3 separate regions of the Gossypium arboreum genome follow, and all the other regions are linked to region 2. A link is a contact called in public Hi-C data. All regions are on one chromosome and are shown on one strand. The core of a region is the stretch at or near the end of the contact, and the rest is flanking DNA. Distances in the headings are between cores, read along the strand shown. Region 1 holds the start of LOC108486659 (BTB/POZ domain-containing protein NPY1-like). Region 2 holds the start of LOC108486273. Region 3 holds the start of LOC108484529 (transmembrane 9 superfamily member 8-like).

What was found. A called contact is a pair of places that touch in the nucleus more often than the background predicts.
Region 1: a contact with region 2 is called in a Hi-C map of leaf, with 5 times the contacts expected there. The contact joins the promoter of LOC108486659 here to the promoter of LOC108486273 in region 2. A contact is called at or near these places in 2 of 5 Hi-C or Micro-C datasets (both in leaf).
Region 3: a contact with region 2 is called in a Hi-C map of leaf, with 6 times the contacts expected there. The contact joins the promoter of LOC108484529 here to the promoter of LOC108486273 in region 2. A contact is called at or near these places in 2 of 5 Hi-C or Micro-C datasets (both in leaf).

What each region holds. Positions count from the first base shown.
Region 1 is chr6:98,892,582-98,895,315 of ASM2569848v2, reverse strand. LOC108486659 (BTB/POZ domain-containing protein NPY1-like) reads right to left here and starts at 1,277. Exons shown (of 4, transcript XM_017790826.2): 1 at 283-1,277. The coding sequence starts at 344.
Region 2 is chr6:98,493,490-98,496,595 of ASM2569848v2, reverse strand. LOC108486273 reads left to right here and starts at 1,524. Exons shown (of 4, transcript XM_017790238.2): 1 at 1,524-2,343; 2 at 2,790-2,860; 3 at 2,972-3,106. The coding sequence starts at 2,251.
Region 3 is chr6:98,842,105-98,844,917 of ASM2569848v2, reverse strand. LOC108484529 (transmembrane 9 superfamily member 8-like) reads left to right here and starts at 1,556. Exons shown (of 7, transcript XM_017788348.2): 1 at 1,556-1,901; 2 at 2,446-2,610; 3 at 2,697-2,806. The coding sequence starts at 1,572.

The sequences.
Region 1 (2,734 bases), core at 28-2,527, 400 kb before region 2:
AACCCCTCAATCAATGCAAAAATCAGTTGACAAAACAAAGATAAATTTTCAAATGCATCAGATAAAATATACATATTTCAGTAGAAAACCAATGAAGGCTAGAGTTAAGCTTACATCTAAGAAACCGTAAGAACAAACCTAGAGTCAAACACCAAACATAGTTAAACATGTCTGGAACAGACACCATGATGGAAAACAAAACCAAATCAAATGGAGATAACAGAAAGCTAAAGAACAATTTAAAACGGGAAAAGAAAATAATGTGAGTGAAACCCATCTTACCGGATGCATTTGCCATCAGCTTGGAAGGCGTCAGGCTTGGAGCCAAGTTTCATAAACTTCATGTTTACTCTTTTTTCTTCAGAAAATATGTTCACAAAAGAGAAAAAGAATAGGATAAAATCCCTTTAAAAAAACACGACAAGCTGACCTAAATTCCTTGTGGCTGTGAAGCTATTAGCCATACCATGTGCCAACGAGAACGTTCCTTTCTTTCCCTGTCTATATCTATCAGCTGAATAAAACCAAACCAAGTAGCAGAGGCAAAGAAATAGCCTCTCTTTTTTTCCAGAGAAAATTTTGGGACTTAAAAATAACTAATTTATGTACTTAAAATTCTGAAGATAACAAGCAAAATCAACACCAAGTAGCCAAGGAGAATATCTAATAACCATTGGACTGAGACAACAACAGAAACATCAACATTCCTATCTTCCTTATCTTCTTCCGGATTGTTCTCATCCCATTTCTCAGCTGCCACATTTTAGGAAGACATTGATGAAGCTTTAATCTTAATTACCAAACAAAGTTCACTAACAAAAACCAATAACCAAAAACCAGAAATACAAGAAGGATCAAAAAACCAAAAAAGACAAGCGAAGGGAAGATTGTAAATTTATGGGTTTATAGAGGGAAAAAAAAGAGAAAGATGGTAGGAGAGAAAAGGCCAAAAGTAAAGAAAGAGTCATATGTGAGAGAATGATGGGCTTGTTAATATTGGATACATCATATCAATAGAATTCTCGCCGCCTTTGCTTTTAAATCAGCTTGATTTGCTGATATCAAAAGATCTTTCTCTTATTCTCTAAATCCTCCTCTGCCTAAAGGCGCATATATCGATGATTCAATCTCTTTCCTTATTGCCCTCCTCTTCTCACTTTTATTATTATACGATGATAAAGACTGATATATGCATAATAATATATACACACTACACACACCTATATGTATATATCTGTGTACGTGATGTATGGTGATCATCTACTCTTTTAGATGCACTTGTTTACCTCATCTAATCCCCTTTAGTTATTACTCTCTTCAAAACCGTTTATGTAAACGTGGTTTAATTGCCGCCAACGTCCCTAAATTATCACTCAAATTTTAAATTAACTCTTCAATTTCAAAATATTTTAGTTGAATTCTTTTGTATAAAGCGTTATATCAATGTAGAGATCAAATGTGAATTCTGATTTTACATATATAAAATTTAAAATACCTAAATTAAATTATAATCATAATCAAGTGTTAGAAAATTTATTTCCTTTTTAATACATCAAATTTAAGTTATTCATTCACTAAGTATGCAATTTTTTTAGACATAAGTATGTAATATCATAAGTATGTAATATTTATAACTTAATCAATATGTTTTAAACATGTTACGTATCAATTTTGTGTTAACATATAACATCCGAGTTAATGGCTACTAGCATGAGCAAAAAAAACTGAGAAACTAAAAATCAATCCAAACTGATTGTATTTCAATAGTTTAGGTTCACAAGTTTAAGAACCATAATTCTTTTTTTTACTATATTTAAAATTATTCATAATTTCTCCCAATCCTTAAACAGAAGGATAAATGTGCTTCAACGCGTTCAAATATACATCCTCCTGCAATGACAACAATGCCAATGTCAATCAAGTTAAGACTCAACTACAATTAATTGAACTGAATCGAGTTCTATATTTTATTTAATTTATAATTAAATTTACTTTTTAAGATTTAAAATAAATCTTTTATATTTAAAATAGTGAAAAATATTATGTTAAAATGTATTTCTTAAAAATATCGTATAAGAGTCCTTGATTATTTTTCATATGCTTGAAAACTTTTATGGAAAACTTTGAAATTTTATTAAAATAAAGTAAAAAATCCAATGCCCAAAAATAAAATGGAAAAATAGTAATCAAATTGAAATATTATGGAGGTTAAAAAATTCATAAAAGAAAATTAACCAAATCTAACTGAACTTTAAATTAACGGAAGGTTTCAATTAATACGATATTAATACTTTAAATATTCAATTTGAACATTATGAAATTTAAGAACCAGTTTAAAATTTGAAGCATAATTGGGGGCGTTTAATAAATTAAACCACAAAATAAATAAATAAAAAATGTCAATGGACAGTGTTACAGAGTGGATTTGAAAGACTTTTTATAATGCCGTAAAAGCACGCAACCTTTTTCTTTTACGGCGTTGCCCTCTCTTTCCTCTTTTATTTACTTTCTCTTGCCACCCTGTGCTTACTCTTACGCGCTTCTTGTTTCGTGCGTGCTTTGCTTTGCTTTTTTTTTTTTTTTGAATTTGACACGTAGCTTGTCGTTTTTACTTTTTTACGCTAGCTTTTTCTTTTTATTATTACTACTATTATTATTATTCTCTTACGCTTCGGTGGATTTTCCTGTGAATAAAGTATTAGCTTGGTCGCTTTGTGTCTCGCAATACATTTTG
Region 2 (3,106 bases), core at 275-2,774:
AGCTAGATACTCTAAGTTTGATGATAGGGATCGTTGGAACAGGTAAGGGCACGATTTGCTGCATCACGGTAAGTTGGGCCTCGAGGGGCTGAAATCAGGCCCAAAGGGCTTTCGAGCCCATTTGGGTAAGTTTGGTAGAAAATGGAATCCAGATAAATAGCACAGTAAGACAATTAATAGCATTATGGAATATATGCTAAATGGGCCTAGATGACTAGATCGGTCATGCAGGGCCCATTAGGGGTTTTTGGCCCAATAACTCGGTTTTGCTAAAATGGGCTAGAATCGTTGATTTAACACTTGAAATTATTGATAATTGATAATGAGCATGGAAAACCCTAATAATTGATAGAGAAATTAAATTACCCTTACAATGTGAAAATGACCTTTTTGCCCCTAGGTGAAAATGACCATTATACCCCTAGGGTTATGTTATAATTAAGATGCATGTGATACATGCTTTTGTACATGATATGCGTACATGATATGCCATGATATGCACATGATATGCCATGATATATTCACATATGCATGGGTTGGGTTTTATATGAACGGAGGAAGTGCTAAAAGGGCTTTGCCCCAGTTTACCGAAAAGGGCTTTGCCCCAGTTATTAAAAGAGGCTAGGCCTCCAGTTATATGATAAAGTAGCTATGCTGCCAGTGGAGAGTTTGGTTGGGTGGGTTGAGTTATTCCCCACATGGAGAGCTTGGTTGGTACGGGTGGAGAGTAACGGTTGGTGGGTTAAGTAGTCTCCCCAAACGAGCTTGCATACATCCATTAATATTGCATGTGATATTGAAATGGGCCTATGGGCCATACCGATTACAGTAAAGGCTTTGGCCCAGTAACCGTTAAACGAAAGGCTTCGGCCCAGTATATATTGAAACTGAACTTGGGCTTAGGCCCAGTATGCTGATATTGGTTGGGATCTGAAAGGGGCTTGTTGCACACTGAGTTTCCAAACTCACCCCTCCTTCCTTATCCTTCCAGGTGAGCCTTGATGTAGGGACTTGGAGCCAGAGGGGATTCAGCGTGGCCACGGTGATCGCTCTTGGACTTTACAACAAGTAACCGGTTTCCTTTAGTTTATCTTAAATACTATTTATTTTTGGGTTGTAATAAGGCCATTTTAAATATTTTTCTGGGATTATATTATTTTTAATAACTCTAAATATTTCTGATAACAATTCAAATGGGCTAGACTTAGGGCGCATTTACAAAATGATACTCGTTTTCAAAATAACGCAACGACACGATTAACCGGTTTATCAAAAATATCTACTCAAATGAATTTCAACTCGTTTATCAAAGTGTGGCGATGGTTGTGGGCATGTCTAGGATTGGATCCAATCGAGAGTCTGGTACTTAAGTAGCCTTCATGGCTCACCTCCTCTGTTTCGGATACCTACCAGGTGCACAGCTTCCATTCACTTTGTTAACTTTGCAAAAGACGATCTTTTAAAACACTAATACGAGTAATTAATATATATATATATTGTAGCTGTGCTGGCCATCCAGCCAAGTCCAACCATGTAAAAGGTTCTTTCTTTGCAGGAAAAACTGCAACCCCCAGTCCCATGAAAACAAAACAGTAGCCATTTATGTCCTGCCTTCCCATTATCCAAACATCCTTCCTTTCTCTGTCTAAAATGGTCCAGCCAGCTTTTACCATTGTACTAAACAAACCCCCTAAATATTCAAAAAAAAAAAAGAAATATGAAAAGCTAAGACAGATAAAGAAGGAGATATGTCTTCAATTGTCCTCCAACCACAGAGCTCTCTCTCTCTATTCCCCAAAAATTAAAAATATGAACTTTCTTAATTCCCGCATTTACCCTTCTCTGTACCGCTATCTTCCCATCACTCCTTCAACTCAAAGTCTTTCCATGTTCTTCTTCATGGGCTTTTTTGGGTTCTCACATTCTCCATCCAGTTTCAGAGAAAGTTGTCTTTTCTCTCCCCATCTTCCTTATTATTTCCTTTTTCTTTATCTTTCAATAAAAATTCCGCCTTGAACGGCGTCTTGCTTTTTCTTCAAGTTTTGATTTTTCAATTTGAACAAGTTAATAAAAACAAGTGCTTTTTTGGGTTCTTTGGATTTTCTTTTTTATTTCTCCTAATTGGAATGGGATACGGTTTTCTGGGCTATAAATTTTAGGGCAAAAGATCATCTCTTTTTGCCTATATATATTCTTGAGAAAGGTTTATTTAAAAAAAAGATAATTGGGTTTCAATTTTAATAATTAAAGATGAAAAGGGTTTCTGTGAACTCGGTTGATGAAGGAACTAGGGCTAGATTGAAGCATCAAACCCTACTCCAGGAATTCTTGCAATTGCAAAAGGTTAGTCCTTTGCCTCAATTACTTATTTTGTAGTCCTTCTATATGACAAAAACTAGGCCGCATTCTTTTTTATCATCAAACAGTTCTTTTATTACATCAATTCATTAGTTTTAGATTCTTGTTTTGATTCTGCAGCATATAGGATGTTGATATTGAGTTTGTTTCTGCCTAAAATTTTAGTTTCTGCCTAAAATTTTAGTTTTTTCTTTGATTATTACACCTGTTTTATGCACTTTAGTTGGCATAGGTTAGGCGTTGTTGTTGATGGTATAGAATATAAGGATCTAAACTTTCATATGTTTATGTGTCCAGTTATAATCTACCTGTTTTATGTACTTGAGTTGGCATAGTTTAAGTGTTGTTGATGATATAGAATATAAAGATCCAATTTTTTTTATGTGTTTATATCTCCAGTCTTAATGAATCTACCTGTTTTTGTGCACTAGGAATTTGTTTCAAAGAAGAAAAAATTGCAGACAGTGAACCAGAGGCGAGAAACCCTTTTGGCCGAAGTTCGGTACTGTATCTATTTCACGAATTTGTATGGATTTTTGCATGTTTTAGATAGTGATCAAGACGGATACTTGATAACCTATTAAGATTATGTTGTTTTTCGTCTCACTTCTAGATTCTTACGACAGAGGTACAGCTATTTATCAACGATCAAGTCTCGACAACCTGAACTAGAGCAAGATTCTGTTCAATCACAAAATCCCTACCTGCAAAGCAAAACGGTTAAGCCTAAGAATTTCAGTATCAATGA
Region 3 (2,813 bases), core at 307-2,806, 350 kb before region 2:
TTAGTACAAAATTTGAATATATTTGAACAATTAAAAGATAAATAATAATTGTATAAGTTATAAATGCATAATTTTTGAATATATATATATATATATATATATATATATATATAATAAGTTATATATTAATTTTATTCAGCAAAATATTTTTAATTAATATTTTTACTTTTATTATTATATAAGAAAGACAATGAAGTAGGATGCAACAAATTTAAATTTAAAATTTTCAATATTTTAAAAATAATTTAATGATTTTTTTGAATAATCAAAATTAAACATTAACATATTCTAAAGTCGAAAAAAATAATTTTAGTATTCATAAATATATTATTCATTTTATTTAATATTTAAGTTTATTTAATATATATTGCATTTTATAATTAAAAGTACATATTACATTAAAAATATGTATTGTCAATTTAAAAAAATTAATATATTGTTATCAACGTTACTTATTATTCAATTCCTGTAGTTTTATTTTTTATTTTTTTATAATATCATAAAATTATCAACTGCTTCGATAAAGGATTTTGCATAGATTAAATATGGTTAATAATTATTATTTTTATAATATTTATTGTCATTAAATTATGGGATTGGCATTAGTTTAATACAATAAATACCATTGTGTTAAGTAAAGATCGTCGTTTTATATATGCTACTTACGATTATTTCTAAAGACATATCATATCTGATTTTCCTTCTTTTTTCATTATATAATTTTCTTTTAAATTTAAGGGATGATTATTAATTATACTTTCAAATAAGTTCTTAAGTTTAATTTATCAAATATTAAATATAATAAAAATTAGTAAAAATTTATAGATACAAATTTTACAAAAAAAAGTTTGTATTAATTTTTCCATATTTTATTATTAAATTTCTATAAATTTATAATAATACAAATAAAATATAATTTATTTTGTTAAAGGATATTAATTTCATTTTATACTTATTCATTATAAATTTCTATACACAAATTTATTCAACCAAATAAAATAATACTATTACATATATTTTTATTAAGTGAAGAAACTATGTAATACTTATTATGTCTCTATTCTATTCTCACAACATAGCTATTCGATTCTTACTCTATTCCATTCTTGCGAATGAAATGTTTGTAAAGTTTTAAGACTAATTTAAGATTAAAATGTGTCATAGGTCTCCATACTCATTGTAAATTTGAAATTTAATCCTTATATTTTTATTTCCAAGAGTTTAGTCTCTTTACTTTCTAGATTTCAAAATTCAAATTCAATTGTTAACGGTATGAAATTCTTTTTATTAAAATTTTTGGTGTAACATTTTAAAATAAAAAAATCTCAGTTGTTTTAATTAAAAATAACTTTGTAATGAAACCTGAATTAATAAATGTAATAAAATAATGTTTTAATTAAAATAACTTTGTAATGAAACTGAATTAATAAATGTAATAAAATAATTTTAATAGTATTAATAATTTAATTTAAAATTTAAAATCTAAAAATAAAAAAATAAATTCGTAAAGTACAACAACTAAATTTAAAATTTACTAATAGTATGACACATTTTAACCCTAATTTAAATCTATGTGGACACATGTCACAAGAAGAATAAATCACCACAAGCGCACTGTATCAGAACAAAGGGGAACAGAAATCAGGTTCCCGCCAGCTTCTCTTGGTTTTTGGTGGTCGTCTTCTTCTCCTTATAACACTCCCCCAAAACGCTCTCTTTCTGTTTCCAAGTTAAAAAAAATAATCAAAGATAGTTTCTCCACCATCATAATGGAATCTCAATCGAGATCTATCCACAATAAACGCTCGACGGCAATGATTCCGGCGCTTCTCTTCCTGTCTCTGATCCACGGCGTTCACTGCTTCTACCTTCCCGGCGTCGCCCCCGAGGACTTCCAAAAGGTCTCCTCTCCTCTCGTTTCGCTTTACATTTTTTTTGTTTATGTCTCTTGCTTGATCTGCTTTGTTCCGTTTGATCTAGCTTTGAATTCGTATCTTCACTTTAATTGTTTGGTTCTTATAGAATTATAATAGGAATCGTATCACTATCAGTATGAGGAGGCAATAAATGAAAATTTTAAAAAATTCTGTTTGTAACTGGAAATGAGGCTTTGTTAGTTCTCATTTAAATATATTTGATTCCATATCTTATTTTATCCAACGCATCTGACTTTCGTAAGCTATGCTGCTCGTGTTTTATAATGCAACCGAGGATGGTTATTGCTTAAAATTAGGAATTGTTGTACCGAAAAAGATTTTAATACATACATTGCTCTGATGCAAACATGCTTGATGTTGACTAGCACCTTACGTAGTGCTTATCTTGTTTACCTAATCGATAATGACTTTTTGTTAAGTCACTTTAGTATCTCTCTAGTGCTGCTATATTTGGGAGTGTTTATTGTGTTTTTGTTTAGTTATTGATTCCTTTTGTTGTGGATTGCAGGGAGATCCTTTGAAAGTGAAAGTGAACAAATTGACGTCTATAAAGACACAACTTCCTTACTCCTATTATTCGCTTCCTTTTTGTACACCAGAAAAGATAGTGGACAGTGCGGAGAATCTTGGGGAAGTGCTTCGTGGTGACCGTATTGAAAACTCTCCTTATGCAGTTAGTTTTAGTATCTCTGATGATAATGATGCAGATTGTTTAGTGTTTGGTTGTTAAAATGTTCTCTTTCACTTGAATTAATGCAGTTTACAATGCAAGAGCCACAATTGTGTACTGCTCTTTGCCGGATTATGATTGATGCCAAAACTGCAAAGCAGTTTAAAGTGAAGATTGACGATGAATATCGAGTCAATATGTATGCT